Linked DNA regions of Mus musculus: regions 2 and 3 are each linked to region 1. The links are chromatin contacts, called in public Hi-C maps. All regions are on one chromosome and are shown on one strand. The core of a region is the stretch at or near the end of the contact, and the rest is flanking DNA. Distances in the headings are between cores, read along the strand shown. Region 1 overlaps LOC108168726. Region 2 has its middle 29 kb from the start of Cdnf. Region 3 has its middle 18 kb from the start of Fam107b.

The links. A called contact is a pair of places that touch in the nucleus more often than the background predicts.
Region 2: a Hi-C map of neutrophils shows a contact between it and region 1, with 1.6 times the contacts expected there. The contact joins two enhancer-like sites. A contact is called at or near these places in 14 of 484 Hi-C or Micro-C datasets (CD8 T cells, the G1E-ER4 cell line, the HL-1 cell line and 8 more) and 2 of 9 other capture datasets (adipose tissue and liver).
Region 3: a contact with region 1 is called in a Hi-C map of liver, with 1.8 times the contacts expected there. The contact joins two enhancer-like sites. A contact is called at or near these places in 4 of 39 promoter capture datasets (the C10 cell line, liver and neutrophils), 2 of 15 datasets of contacts at CTCF or cohesin (CD8 T cells and large pre-B cells), 11 of 484 Hi-C or Micro-C datasets (the HL-1 cell line, bone marrow-derived macrophages, effector CD8 T cells and 3 more), 3 of 115 datasets of contacts at active chromatin or transcription factors (embryonic stem cells, hepatocytes and liver) and 2 of 9 other capture datasets (adipose tissue and liver).

What each region holds. Positions count from the first base shown.
Region 1 is chr2:3,622,129-3,626,836 of GRCm38.p6, reverse strand. The region is part of intron 1 of LOC108168726; the gene reads right to left. Among named protein-coding and RNA genes, the nearest start is that of Fam107b, 89 kb to the left of the region's middle. Within about 2 kb of position 2,711, at least 29 of the 459 cell types and tissues checked have an H3K27ac peak or open chromatin away from gene starts, as enhancers often do. A contact at or near this core is called in hepatocytes, liver, myeloid progenitors and 1 more, where this site is marked.
Region 2 is chr2:3,539,468-3,544,175 of GRCm38.p6, reverse strand. No RefSeq gene overlaps it. Among named protein-coding and RNA genes, the nearest start is that of Cdnf, 29 kb to the right of the region's middle. Within about 2 kb of position 2,370, at least 11 of the 459 cell types and tissues checked have an H3K27ac peak or open chromatin away from gene starts, as enhancers often do. A contact at or near this core is called in myeloid progenitors and neutrophils, where this site is marked.
Region 3 is chr2:3,693,171-3,697,878 of GRCm38.p6, reverse strand. No RefSeq gene overlaps it. Among named protein-coding and RNA genes, the nearest start is that of Fam107b, 18 kb to the left of the region's middle. Within about 2 kb of position 2,063, at least 4 of the 459 cell types and tissues checked have an H3K27ac peak or open chromatin away from gene starts, as enhancers often do. A contact at or near this core is called in hepatocytes and liver, where this site is marked.

The DNA.
Region 1 (4,708 bases), core at 1,462-3,961:
TCAATGTCTTCTGAGCGTCTGCCTCACTTGTAAAAATAGCCGTAATGAAGGTTCTCCCCATGTAGCCAACCTTCAAAGCTGCTATGATTCCTCAGCCCATTGTTTGGATCAAAGAGCTATTGTTAAATGGGGAAGCTACTAGATCCTTGGAATGAAGATCATTAGTAAGAGGAGACTATGCTGGAGCATTTTTAACAACAAGCACATCTTGAAGAACATGTTGCTCTCCAAACATTCTTTCTCCATTTTTCTGCTATGGCAATTTAAGGAGAGTGTGGGCTTCTTGGAAGACATGCTGGACCAGCCCTGATTTCTTATTGCTCCACTAGTAGTGTGAGCTACTAATCTGGGGTAGAGGAGTCCACATTCTCATTAAGCCAGATCACAAAATCTCTCTATCTAGCCTGTTACATCATGCCTATTATGGTCTGGTCATGAAGTGTCTGTCCTCCTAAAAGGCTCATGCCCCTGATGCAAGCAGAGTTCAGAAGTGGCATTTGGGAAAATGATTGGCTCATGAGGATTCTGACTTCATTAATGGATAAACACAATATGGTTACTTGGGCATTTGTTACAGCGATGAAAAAAACCTGAATAGCATAGCTCGCAAGCAAGACTGTGTCTTTGTCTCTAAATCTTTTAAACCTACATTGGCTGAACCCCTTATAGATGAAAGCCCTTTCAAGCATCTCTTCACAGCATAGGAGGCTTCTCCCCAATGAAGACTGTGCTGCTCAGCCATCTTCCCACCTTCAACTCCTGGAGAGGTTCCAGATTTTCTTTAGCTGCCTTCCTGTCAGCACTTGCAGACTTGGGGAGACCCTCACTAAATCACTCTCCCTTTACACAATGAAGAATGATCCTTCAATCACTTGAGCTACCCAGAGTTAGTTGGAAAGGTAGCATCATAGCTGGGTGCAGCTGTTTCTGTCGATATCACAAACGAGCATTTCGATTTGGCTGTGTTCATCGCCATGTTGATGAGATGCTGTTTAGTCCTAAATGCAAGTCTCTAGAAGTTTCTTCATATCCTTGAATTTCTGCCAGTCTCATTGCTTTCAATGAAGCAAATCCTTTCTCACAGCTTCTATTACTTGGCTTTTGCTCTTCAGGATCACAGCTCTGGTGGGGTGGGGCATACCTGACTGGACAGGACCCACAGCTGCTTTTCCACTTTCATAGTCCTTGATCAATGTTAGCTTCATTTGCAGGTGAGCCACTCAGTGCCAGCTCATACTGGCAACACTAGTGCTGGAGATTTGGTGCTTAAGGGTCACGATGAGCAGAAAGGTATAAGATTAAAGCAATCCCAAGAGAAAAATGAAGCCATCGAGATACCCAATCAATAGGAGACACACGAAGCTGTTGCCAGCATAGCACCGCAGAGTATCCCATAATAAACATTTTGTTAAACAGGAGTGCACCCAAGAAAGGCAGTGCAAACAGATAGCATAACAAGTACATACCCAGCCGTACAGTCTGTATCATGATCAAGCATCATTTATTACACATAACTGTGTATGCTGTGCCATTTCTCTATCCCCACATGAAGCTTTATTCACCAGCATCACCACAAGCGTATGTGAAACAGATCTCACAAAGACTGTAATGGCTGTGGTGCACTGGGTAATGTGAACTCTAAGACTGTGTATGTCTAGTCCCTTGTCCACTGAAATACTATGCTTCACATGACCTTATATACAAAATTGGAAAGGAAAAAACAAATAGGTGTTACCGTAGCCTTGAAGGCAGGTGTGAGGAATCAAATGGGTGGGGAACAGGAGAATTTTAAAGCAGCTAAATTATCCAACACAATCCCATGAATTTACATTGTGTTGCTATCAAAAGCACACAGAAGAGGGCTCAATAGATGGCTGATGGCCCAGATGTTAAGAGTACATACCACTACTGTAGAGGACCTGAGCTCAGCTTCTAAGACATCTGCCTATAACTTCAGCTATAGAGGATCCAGTGCCCTTTTCTAGCTTCTGAGAGTGCTATACTCTGTATACAAACCCACACGCGGACTCATATGCAACTAAAAAATCCCACCCAGAGAAGCTTTTGACAATTGGGTTACTGGGGGAGGTCGAGTCAGTTTTCCTTGGGAATGTGGGCTGTTGGACTAGTAGGTGCTCCTATACCCACAAGCACACATAGGCAGCACTATGTGGACTCAGTGAGTTGTTCTTTGTTTCTAAGAGCCATGAAATTGGTAGGTGAAAGGTATGTAGTGGATATATAAAGAAGGAGTCAGAAGAAAGATAATAGCGATAGATTAATCAAAACACATTAAATTCAGGGATAAAATTCCCAAAACAATCAAAAAGAGATTTAAAAAAAAAACAACTTTTTTGAAGACTAGACACAGAAAATAGGCTCCTCCGAGTGAGTTCTAAAACAGTCTGGACTTTAGCCAGCCCTACTGTATCTGCACTGCTCATGGATCATTACGGGAAACGTACCCTCTGTTCACTCAAGATTTCTCTAAAAGTCTATACATTTAAAGAACTTACAGAGGAATCCATAAACAGTACTGAAGCCTAGGCCCCACCTCAGATTCTGATTAGTTTCTAGTGGCCACATGGGTTCTCCTGAGGAAGTCTGATGCTTAAATTCACAAATTATTGACAAAGAGTATGAAATCCCTACCAACACCCACTTCTGTGTTTACCGAGTTAAGAAACAAGACTTTGAACCCTTAGTTGGTCAGCATTACCTAAGCGCACAGACTCGGGCTGGAGAGGTGGCTTAGTGACTGCAACACTTACCTTGCAAGTTTGAGAACTGGAGTTTGGGTCCCTAGCACTCATTTAAATGCCTGTCTAGCATGATAGACCACCTGTAACCCCAGCATTTGGGGAGGTAAGTCAGAGGACCCTTAAGACAAGCTGGCTAGGTTAAGATTAGCAAGGTCCAAGAGCTCTGGCTTTCTGCAAGATCGTGCCTTAGACAATGAAGTTGAAAGTGTTATCTCAGAAGACACCCATCGACAACCTCTGGCCTACACAAACATGTGCACATGCACACAGAACAGAAAAATGTACAACCATAATACATACACACTTATGCAGAGCTCCACAGACTTATTTTACTAATAAAAGGTCAAAGAAGTACAAATGAAATGACTAGAAGCTAAGATCATTGGCACAGGATCTAAGGTTTAATGAGTTACCTAACTGGTCGCAACATTGCTGAAAAAGGCTTAGGGTGCAAAACTGTCAGAGATGCTGAGGGGTGTGTGTGTGTGTGTGTGTGTGTGTGTGTGTGTGTGTGTGTGTGTATGTGTGTGTGTGCATGCTCGCATACCTTGAAGTTATTTTTATTGGCGTGATCAGAAAGAACTTGAACCCAAGTAAGGGTTTGTTTGGCAATCTTGCTTTAAGCAATTTCCTTAAGAGCGGTGGTCACTAAAAACTGTGTTCAGTGGGCATCTTAGGGAAGTGGTTCCCAACCTGTGGGTCACAACATGAGGAACTGTATTAAAGGGCCACCGCATTAGGAAGGTTGAGAACCACAGCCTCAAGGCTTCCTATCTTTTTCCTGCACTTTCTTTCCTGTCTTCTGGATTTCTGCTACAGCCCAGTCCTAGGAAATGGAGTTTCAGGGTGGTCTTGTTTCTCCATGTCATCTCCCCAACACCAATCCCCTGCTATGATTTGCCTCAGTGTACAGGTTTAGGGTTTCATTACAATCCATGTTCTCACCTGGCTAATTGGGTTAAGCAAACCACATTAGGGTAATGGAAGATAATGGATTATTGTGTTACCCTTCTCTGCAACTGACAACATGCATCAAATGTCTGCACAATGCTTCTGTCCATGGCCCAGGGATTCCACAGAAGTCTGCAAGCTTTCTCTATAAGTGTGTTTGCTTTATAGTATGGACAGTGTAACACAGAAAGCAGGTGATTCCTCACACAAAAAGGTTACTGTAATCATGCGCCATTCTGGCTCCAAGGTGAGGGTTGAGGGTGCCCACTGAAATACAGAGGGCAGGGCTCATGCTGATCCCTTGCTGTTTCTACAATGAGAAAGTGGGGTACAGGGAAAGTCAGGCTTCATGCTGGTTTTCCCTGTTCCATATCAACTCTTTGGAAACACAACATGTTAAAAGTTAAAAAAAAAAAAGAAGAAGAAGAAGAAGAAAGGAAGGAAGAAAGGAGGAGAGGGAGAGGGAGGGAGGAAGGAAGGAAGGAAGGAAGGAAGGAAGGAGCACATCCCAGGACCAAGAATCTGAGGCAAGTAGATCTCTGTAAGTTCAAGGTCAGCCTGTTCGATAATGAGTTCCAGGCCGACTAGCTCTACATAATGAAACCCTCTATGGGAGGAAGGAAAAGAGGAAAGAAGGAAGGAAGGAAGGAAGGAAGGAAGGAAGGAAGGAAGGAAGGAATTAAAAAGAGGAAGAAATGATGGTGGAGAAGAAGGAAGGGGAAGAGGGGTGAGGAAGGGAGGGGAGGGAAGAAGAAAAGAGGAAATGATGGCTGGTAGAGATCTTGACTCAGAATGAATTAGTAGCTAGAATTTTAAAACAAGATAAAAGTGGCTGGGACTATAAAACCCAGGCTAGGGTGGCTCAAAAATCCCTTCTGTCACACCTCAGTGGTCTATGACATCCAGCCTGGCGGTCTTTGATAGAAGGCAGAGGAAATTCAGATGGTGTCACAGGGAACTCACAGCCTTGAACCAGCACCACAATCCTACCTGAA
Region 2 (4,708 bases), core at 1,121-3,620, 82 kb after region 1:
AGCTAAATAACTCAGAAAACAAGGAAGGACTACCAGACTCACTGAAGACTCCCTAGGATGAGGCACAGAGTTGGTTACAGACAGTTCTCATGAGTGGGAGCTTTTCTCCATCCATGGCCAGTTGTCTGGGTGTCAGGGAAGTCTAGGCAAAAGGTAGATTCTACAATAATTCAGTAGGGAAGTACAGGGCCAAAGCCTGGTGCCAGAGGTTGCAATGACTTTAATATTGCTAGTCATAGTGAGAAGGAAGTAAGGGCATGGGATAGATGGGTTGGTGTGTTATAAAAATACTAGGTGCCCACATCCAAATGCTAGCTAAACGATGAGATCAACATGCTTCACAAAGTGGCTTTGTGTCTTAGGGTTTCTTTGCTGTAAAGAGACAACATGACCAAGGCAACTCTTATAAAGAAAAACATTTAATTAGGGCTGGAGTATAGTTTCCAAGGTTTAGTCCATTATCATCATGGCAGGAAGCATGGCTGAATCCTGGCAGACTTGATGCTGGAGGAGCCAAGAATTCTACACTTTGATTTGAAGGCAGCCAGGAGACTATCTTCTAAACTGGGCAGAACCTATGTGTAGGAGACCACAAAGCTTACCTACATATTGAGACACGTCTTCCAACAAGGCCACACCTCCTCCAACAAGGCCACACCTCCTCCAACAAGGCCACACCTCCTCCAACAAGGCCACACCTCCTCCAACAAGGCCACACCTCCTCCAACAAGGCCACACCTCCTCCATCAAGGCCACACCTCCTAATGGTGCCACTATGGGAGCCAGACCTATTCAAACCACCACACTGCAGTGATGTTTGGTTTTACTTTCTAGGTCACTTCTACCATCTCCCTCCTGTGTTCCTCTTGTCCTTGCTGCCATCCAGTTGTTAGCACTGAGCTGGTATCAACTGATACACAACAACAATTTCGCAGGAAAATCCCAAGGGTTGTTTTTATTGGTCACTTTTTTGAAGAGTGTATGGACACATTAGACCTTTATGTTGGCATTCTGCACCATGCCCCTCCCCCACTGCAGTTCTTAGAGTCCTTCTGTCTCTTTCTCCATGGTGTTTCCTAGGAGTTAGGGGTGATTAGATACTTTCATCTTGATGAATTAAACTTTCTGGATAGGGGTCTCAAATATTTCAAGGTAAAATTTTGAATCATTTGCAAATAGCAAATCACAAAATTTGGGCAGGATATTTACCACACACTAATATGGTTTCTGAATGAAATGAAAATTTAGGCAGTGCCAGAAGAGAGTCCTACTGATGGAGTGGGTTTTTTTTTTGTTTGTTTGTTTGTTTGTTTGTTTTATGTCCCTTTTGGAGATTGTATCTTACTGTATAGCCCAATTCATGACTTTATTGCTCCGTGATCCCAAACACTACCTTTATAATCCTATGTCATGATGCCTGGCTGATCCAGTGACTTTTGACAGACATACGTGATGGGTACATCCACAGATCTTAGAGTAAACTTGACCTTGGAGTAGTATTTTCTTCATTGGTGGTGCAGTAAAAATTCCAAGATAAGGCTATTCTCCCTGCTGACCAACTGACTCAGTGTCAAAGGAAAGCCAGAGACCTGGGATGCCCATGAGTTGGTGTGTCTATAGCTCAAGTACAGTGGTCTCCTCCTGCCTAGAGTACACATACACACACACACACACACACACACACACACACACACACACACACACACACCTCCCAGTCTATTTAAGAGCTGTGCTTATAGAAAAGGCCTGTGCTGTGTTTCCTCAGGGATCTGGACTCTAGCCAGCTTCCACAGGAAATACCACAGAGTGACAAACATGCTCCCTGGCCTTCTCCACCTGGAAGATAGGTCCCATGGGAAGAAGGTGCCCCAGACAGAAGCACCCATCAGGAGGGGTGCATGTTTATACACTACACAGTGTCCACACAAGCTCTGCTGTCACCAGTGCTTTGGAGGGGATATTGTTGTACTGAGTTCAGCCAGCCAATGGACAGGAGGGGCAGGGAAGACACCCCATGGGGAACCTGGTTCTTTCTTCACACAGAACGGAGAGAACAGGGAAGGAATGCCATCACATAAAGTTTACATTCAATGTGCAAAGAAATCAGTCTGGAAAGAGCGATTTCAAAATGTAAACAGCAGTTATTCTTGCCTAATGGAGCTGCCAGTAATGGCTGTTAGCTTTGCTTAGCTGAGTTTTATACACTCTCTTCAGTGAACAAGACCTGCATTTGAAGAGGCATATGAAAGCAGAGTGGAAGGCATTCATTAAATTATCTCCTACTCCGTGCACTGGGGAGCCTCACCTCATCTGGTCCTCACTTAGTTCTCTGCAACAGGCAAGCCCACGCACGGCCCCATCAAGTTGAGAGGAAGGAGAGTGGAGACCCGGACTTACATCACTCTGTGATGGCTTATAGTTTTCCTGCTGGGTGTTTCCCTCTCGCTTGGCTGAGATGTCTGCCCTGAAGTTCCCTCACAACCTCCAGCTAATGACTATTCTTCTGAGACAAAGATTCATACTCAAATCAGGAGAAGGGGGGGCTGATAACTGCTTTGTCCCTGTTATGGCTTTTCTTTGAACAGAGAAAGTTTAGATACTAGAAGACATTAAGTAATTTGCTTAAGACTGCCCAGTCATAACGTGGCAGGGATGTTGCATAAGCTAGACCATGTGCTTGTAGAATCCTCACACTTAACTGTGAGTTAAAGCCACCTCGATGAAGTAGTCAGGACTCCCTGAAGACAGCATGGATGTGGCGGTCTCAGCTCCAGAGCTGTGGTGAATCTCTCTGTACCTGGTCTAACACTGGCTAATGTGTGTTAGAGGCACTGGCATTGAGAAGAAGCTTCAATGACTGTAATATTGACTGTGTGCAAAAGAATTAATCAAAAGTATTGATAATGGAGGCTAGCATTCTCTGCTGACAAAAAAAGCACAATATTCTTTAATAATTTATATGATAAGGGGCATTAGAATGAATGCAGTGATGTCAAAAGATTTAGATACAGAAACTGATAAAGTATGTGTGTATATGAGGATGTGTGTAGCCCTATCCCCACTGCTGGGGTCAGTGTGACCCTAGACAGAGTACTGTTAATGCCTAAATCTCAGTTTCTCAATACCATTTTTAATTAAAACTTACTGAACATAGCTGAAGATACAGCTCAGTTGCCTGTCATGAAAGAAGGCCTGAATTCAACTCCAGTGCCACATAAAACTAGGCATGATGGTGAATTTCTGTAACTGCAGCACTCAGGAGATGGGGGAGGGAGAACCTAAGAGTCCAGGACTAGCCTTGGCTATGTAATGAATTTGAGGTCAGCCTGGGCTACATGAAACTCTGTCCGAAAAAAAAAATTACTATAACGTTCTATAGAAATAACTGACTGAAGCAAGAAACATAACAAGATAAGTTATAGAATTTCTGGTAACAAAATTAGGACTTTTTCTTTGTTTCTTTTTCTGATGGGGTCCAGCAAGAAGCACCAAAGCCAATGTCAGGAGGCTCCTGCTGGCCAAATCTAAGACAGCTCGAGAATTAAAGGAAGTAATGTTGAAACAGACTGTGATTCATTCTACAAAGTAAGAACCCACCAATCAACAATGGCTTAAATAAATAACTACACTTTGAAGTAGAATGCTAAGTGATCATTTTAGAAGGAATGGGTTGCATTTTATAATTATTCATCAATATTAATAATTGGCCTAGGTAGATGAAAAATTAACAGGTGATGGCTCACTGAGACAATAGACATGGACACAGTCTCCCAGTCTTCCCCACAGAACACTAATCACATCCTAGTGAATTGTTATGAACATATGCCAATGCTTATTAGATGCTTATTAAAATACCTTCACAGAGACTTTAATGAGCATCTCTGTGGAGAAACTGGCCAGCTACCCTCTGTACCACATGAGAAAAGTTTACATGAGAAGAAATAGGTTTCATCATCATCATCATGTGCCTTTGATACTATGTATTAAGATGAACACATTGTCCTTCCTGTGACATTCCGATGACATGCATGGAACACACATAAGCTAATGACGGAACCTCAGACAACCTCGAACTGAAACACATTCGTCCTGCTAACAAGGATGAACTTCAAGAACAGCAAAGCCATGAAACATAGCAAGACTAAATTCCTGTTTCAGATTGAAGGTGACTAAAGAGACTTTTTTTTCTTTTTCTTCCCTCCTTCCTTCCTTTCTTTCATTCACTTTACACCCCGATTGCTACCCCTCCTCTCCTGTTCCCTCCACCCTGTTCCTTCCCCCATCCCCCATTCCCCATCTTCCTTTCCTTTGGGAAGGTAGAGACCCCTTGCCCTCAGCCCCAAGCATCTCCCTACACAGGCACATCTAGTCTCTGCAGGGCCAGGAGCATCCTCTCCCACTGAGACCAGATGAGGCAGTCCAGGCAGGGGAATGTATTCCACCAATAGGTAACAGCTTTAGGGATAACCCCCGCTCCTATTGTTCCTGACTCATTATGAAGATGGAACTGCACATCTGCTATGTATGTGCGGGCGGAAATAAGGGTGGGCTATATTCTGTACCCTCATGAAGATGGAGCTGTAAAGTCACTACATATGTGTGGGGGAGGGGAGCCACTAGGTCCTGCCTGTGTATGCTCTTTGGTTAGTGTTTCAGTGTCTGAGAGCCCACACGGGTACAAGCCAGCCAATGAAGTGCAATGTGTGGT
Region 3 (4,708 bases), core at 814-3,313, 72 kb before region 1:
AACTTTTTTCATGGGTTCTGAGGCTACAATCTCATGTTTGTACAGCGGGTGCTTTACCACTTGAGCTATGGCTTCAGTTTTCACAACCCTGGAGGAAGATTCAGTGGGTTGATCTTCCAAATGTTGTGCTAAATCCCAGCACCTGAGACTGTGACTTTATTTGGAAATGTAGCCATTATAGATTCATTGATTAAAATAAGGTTATTCCGGAATAGTGTAGGACTTAATATGATGGGTGGTGCTGGTGGGGGTAATAACTGTATGTGTGCACACAAGCAATGGCACATGTGTAGTGTGCATATGGAGGTCACAAAACAACCTCAGGTGTCATCCCTTAGTTATTGAGAAAGGGTCTCTCAATGGGGCTCTCTCTGCGGCTGCTGATTCTGCTAGATTGGCTTGGCCAAGAAGACCCAGGGATCTTCCCATCTCTGCCTGCCCAGTGTTGGAATTACTAATGTGTACCACCATACCATTCATACCATTTCATGTACAGGCTGAGGATCAAACTAGGGTCATCAGACCTACACAGTAGGTACTGAGATATTTTCCTAGAGGAAGAAAAGCACAGAGCCTACTCCATAAAGAGAATATGTCATATAACAGGAACTGGAATGATCTTCTACAAGACAAGGAATGGCAAGACTTACAAGTTTGTAACAGAAGTCACAAGAGAGTGGAAAGGATAGTTGTAGGTTTTGGAGGCTGCTGACTTTCCTAATATTTGTTAGTATGTATGGTAATAGTGTGTAGTATGTTTTGCTTGACAAAAACCACCCAGCTGCTTTTCAGCATGTATAGATTCCCACCAGAAGGGCGTAAAGGATCCAGATTATAGATTTCTACATTATCAGTGTTTTTGAGTTTTGCAATTCTTGGAGGTATATGGTACTTTTGATTTTCAGTATTATGATACTGAACATATTTTTTGTGAACTCACTTGCTGTCTCTAAACCAATCCACAGTGAAGAGTCTGAGAAATTCTTTTAACCACTATTTTTGGTTGTGTGTTTTCTAAATGAGTTGTAAGAGGTGTTTTTGTTTGTTTCCTCTTCTCCTCCTTTTCTTTTCTCCCTTTTCTTTTTCTTTTGAGACAGGATCTCACTATGTTGCCTAGACTGGCCTCTCAATCCTCCTGCCTCAGTCAGCACAGTGCTGGGATTCAGGCTTATGTAACTACACCTTGTTTGTTAAGATTGTTAAAGGGTCTTTGCTTGTTGGTTTCTATGTTTTTACTCCCTTGACGGCTTTATTGATTCTTTCTTACTTACTTACTTACTTACTTACTTACTTACTTACTTACTTACTTGAGACAGCTTTACTCAGGATCATCCTCCTGTCTCAGCCTCCCAAGTGCTAAGATTACAGGTGTGAGCACCAAAAGACACTCTATGAGTGTTTGAAAAGTATTTTCTGCTTATCTGCAACTTTTCAAAAACTATTTTCTTAGTTCCTTTTGATAAAAAATAAACCCTTTTAAAGTATGAAGTGGCGTGAGTCCTTTTTTGTTGTTGTTGTTGTTACTGTTTTTGGATCCTCTATGAAAACAAATTGGCCCAAATCAATATTCCAAATACTTCCTCTTGTGTTTTCTCCCAGTGTTTGAATATTTTTACATGTTCGTATGGTGCTCAACACGGTGGCCCCCTTTTGCTGTTCCTTTCTTTCGTTGTATAGTCACTCTGTTGACATGGCTTCATTTATTTAAAGTGCCTGGCACATTGATTACTTTGTTCTGAATGATGCTTATCACACATCAGTCGATTGTGCAAGTGTGGGTGTGCTTGGGTCAGCTTCCAGGCCTCTCTGTTCTGTTCCTTGTGTCTGGTGAGCTGTCCTCCCATGATATCACAGCACTCTTTGCCTTGCTGTATTAAATGCCTTGAAATTAGGCCATGTGGATTGTCTACTTCTGTCATTCAGAAGTTGTTTTTGTTGCCCACGTTCCTTTGTTATTCATACTCTCTAGTTGTACAAGTTTGATTGTCCAAGTATCTGGTGATTGTTTGCTTGTTTGAGACAAATTCTCATGATGTAGCTCTGACTGTCCTAGGTGGAGCTCATTATGTCAACCAAGCTGGCCTGGGATCAGAAAACTGCCTGCCTCTGCCTCCAAATGCCCAGCTCTATTTGCTAGATTTTTTTTTTTTTTCAGAATCAATGGTAACTCAATCACTGAGCACAACAACTAACATCCAAATTTATGAGCCATTCTAAGTTAAATTCACCAGTAGTGGATACAAATGGATCCACCACCTGAAACAGGGTCTCTGCTATCTACATTTTTTTTTCATCTCACATTCTCGGGCTCATTCTCCTCTTCTCCCTCTCCATCCATCTTTCTGACCTGGAGGTCCCACCTACTCACCCAGTGATTGGTTTCTTTGTTTATTAGAAGGGTCACAGGAAGTTCTGAATATGTGATTCACTCCTAGTCCCACACAGCCCCTCTTGGGGAAGGTGAATTAGCATCAAAATACAAACAGCACCAGGGCTACCCACAAGACTTCCCCCTTTCTGTCCAATTAAAAGACTCTTATCTCAGATATAAATTGAGCACAGCTATTAACATTTTGCAATTTATAAAGCACAAAAGAGACCTAACACCCAGTCCAAAATTTTTATCAATTAAATAGAACCCTGTCATCTATCTTAACTTAAAAGACTTATAAATCTATATGTTATCACCTGGTTTAGCTTGTATACTATCTGAAAACTATCTTCTTAAATATATTCTCTCAATGCTAAATAGCCTGGGTTGGTTATGAGACTATAATTAGTCTTCAATCCCATCAGAAATCTGAGAATGACCAATATTATCTGAAAATATAGGAAGCCTAGCACATCTTCCAGAACTGAGACAAGTTGTAGAGACAGCTGCCTACCTATACAGCTCCTATATGTCAGGAAGTTGGAGCATCAGTCTTTAGCCTTCTGGCCCAGGATCATCTGACAGACCTTTGTACTGCAGAATTTTGAAGGACTGATTACCCTGACTTGGCAGAGATTATGAGTCGACTATTCCGCATAGTGTGTCCTTTTTCTGGATGGTATTTAGTCTATAGATGAATAGGCAATTTCTGCCCAGTGGCCACCTAGCCACTGTACTACCTCAACTGGAGGTAGAGACACTCAATTTCTTCTTTGAATCCACAAAAGGGGAGCTGCTAAGAGCAGATATGTCTCAACAACAAAAGAATAAATAACATTAAATGTCACATTGTGTGGATTTCTGACATTTTTGAAAACCTATGTAAAGTATGAAAACCTATGTAAAGTAAAAAAGCTATGTAAAGTCATCTGGACAGTTGTCTGTTAACTACTCTCAACTATTTCTAATTAAATTATCTGAAAACACCTTAACAATAAACTCAGAGCCATTAATTTGTTACCTGGCCCTTAACTCACAGGCTTAAACATCTCAGATCAGTTTGTAATGGCATTTACAGAAAGACTGGGTCCAAACCTTGTACTTTTAAAATTTTTTATATCAAAAGAAGAAATTTATACCAATGAGAACCTTGACTCTGTATCAAAATAAATTCTGTACCAAAATAAGAAATTATGACTTCAACTTAGTAACTATTGTAAAGATTTTTACCAAATAGGAATATGGCTACACAATCAATTCTAGCTATTTCCTCCCTGTTTCAATTATGGCCATTTCAAAATTCCCCAGAAAGACAACTAGAATAACTACCTCTAGACTCCCAAGTCCAGGGAACTGGAACAACAACTCTTCATAACTTCCTCAAGCTGAATATAGGCGCTGAGATATCTTCGAGGGGGGGGAGAAGAGTAGAAAAAATAGGGGAGTTGGTTGGCCTTAAGAAGGCCACACCAGCGATTGTTTTAGTCTCTGATGCTTGTGTCCTGATTGGATCTGGCTGAAAGTCCAAGAGATCGGGAGTTCAAAGCAGGTCAGTTCAGCATGTCTGACAATGAGACTCACCAAGGCTGTATATTCTATAATATACAAATCTCAAAACAAAATTTTAGTATCATCAAGATATCTGTATGGATTGAATTAGTCTGTGTAAAGTGTTCAGACTAGTTAGGATGAAATTTTGCTCCAATCATAAGTCTTCAATCGTGCTGTGTAAGGGATGACACAAAGAATATTATTTTGTTTGTTTGATTCACCTGAATCTATTTTCAGGTGGTCTTCCTCTGTCACATTTGATCCATATCATTCTGGAAGGTGTATAATCACCTTTTCTAAAAAATGCAAAGACAAAACTTTCTCCCAAATCAGCATATCCTTGAGCCAGTAACCAGAAAAACCTTTAGCTCGACCTCTCTCCCAGAGAAATGATATAACCACAAAACTCAAAATCACACCTATTTTGAAAATTAAGACAATCTAAAATAAATAAAGTAAACTAAAATACTGTACCAGTCTATTCTTGGGCTTTTTCTATTTAGTCATGCCAGAAAATTAACCCAAAATTCCTGTGGAGTCCACAAACAAAGAATATGAGTTCCCACGGACTTTAATATACCATTTATCTTTATGCTCTTTACCTGGAGCCACAGACATCTATTTATTAATACCTCTTATCTATCTGTTATGCTCTCTACCTGGGGCCAGTAAATTTTCCCTATTCTAGTTTCAAACCATGGGCAAAATTCCCCATGTGATTCAGACAAAATCTATTTATAAATCTATCCTAAAAGCAAATAATCCCAATTTTTAATTAAATCATAC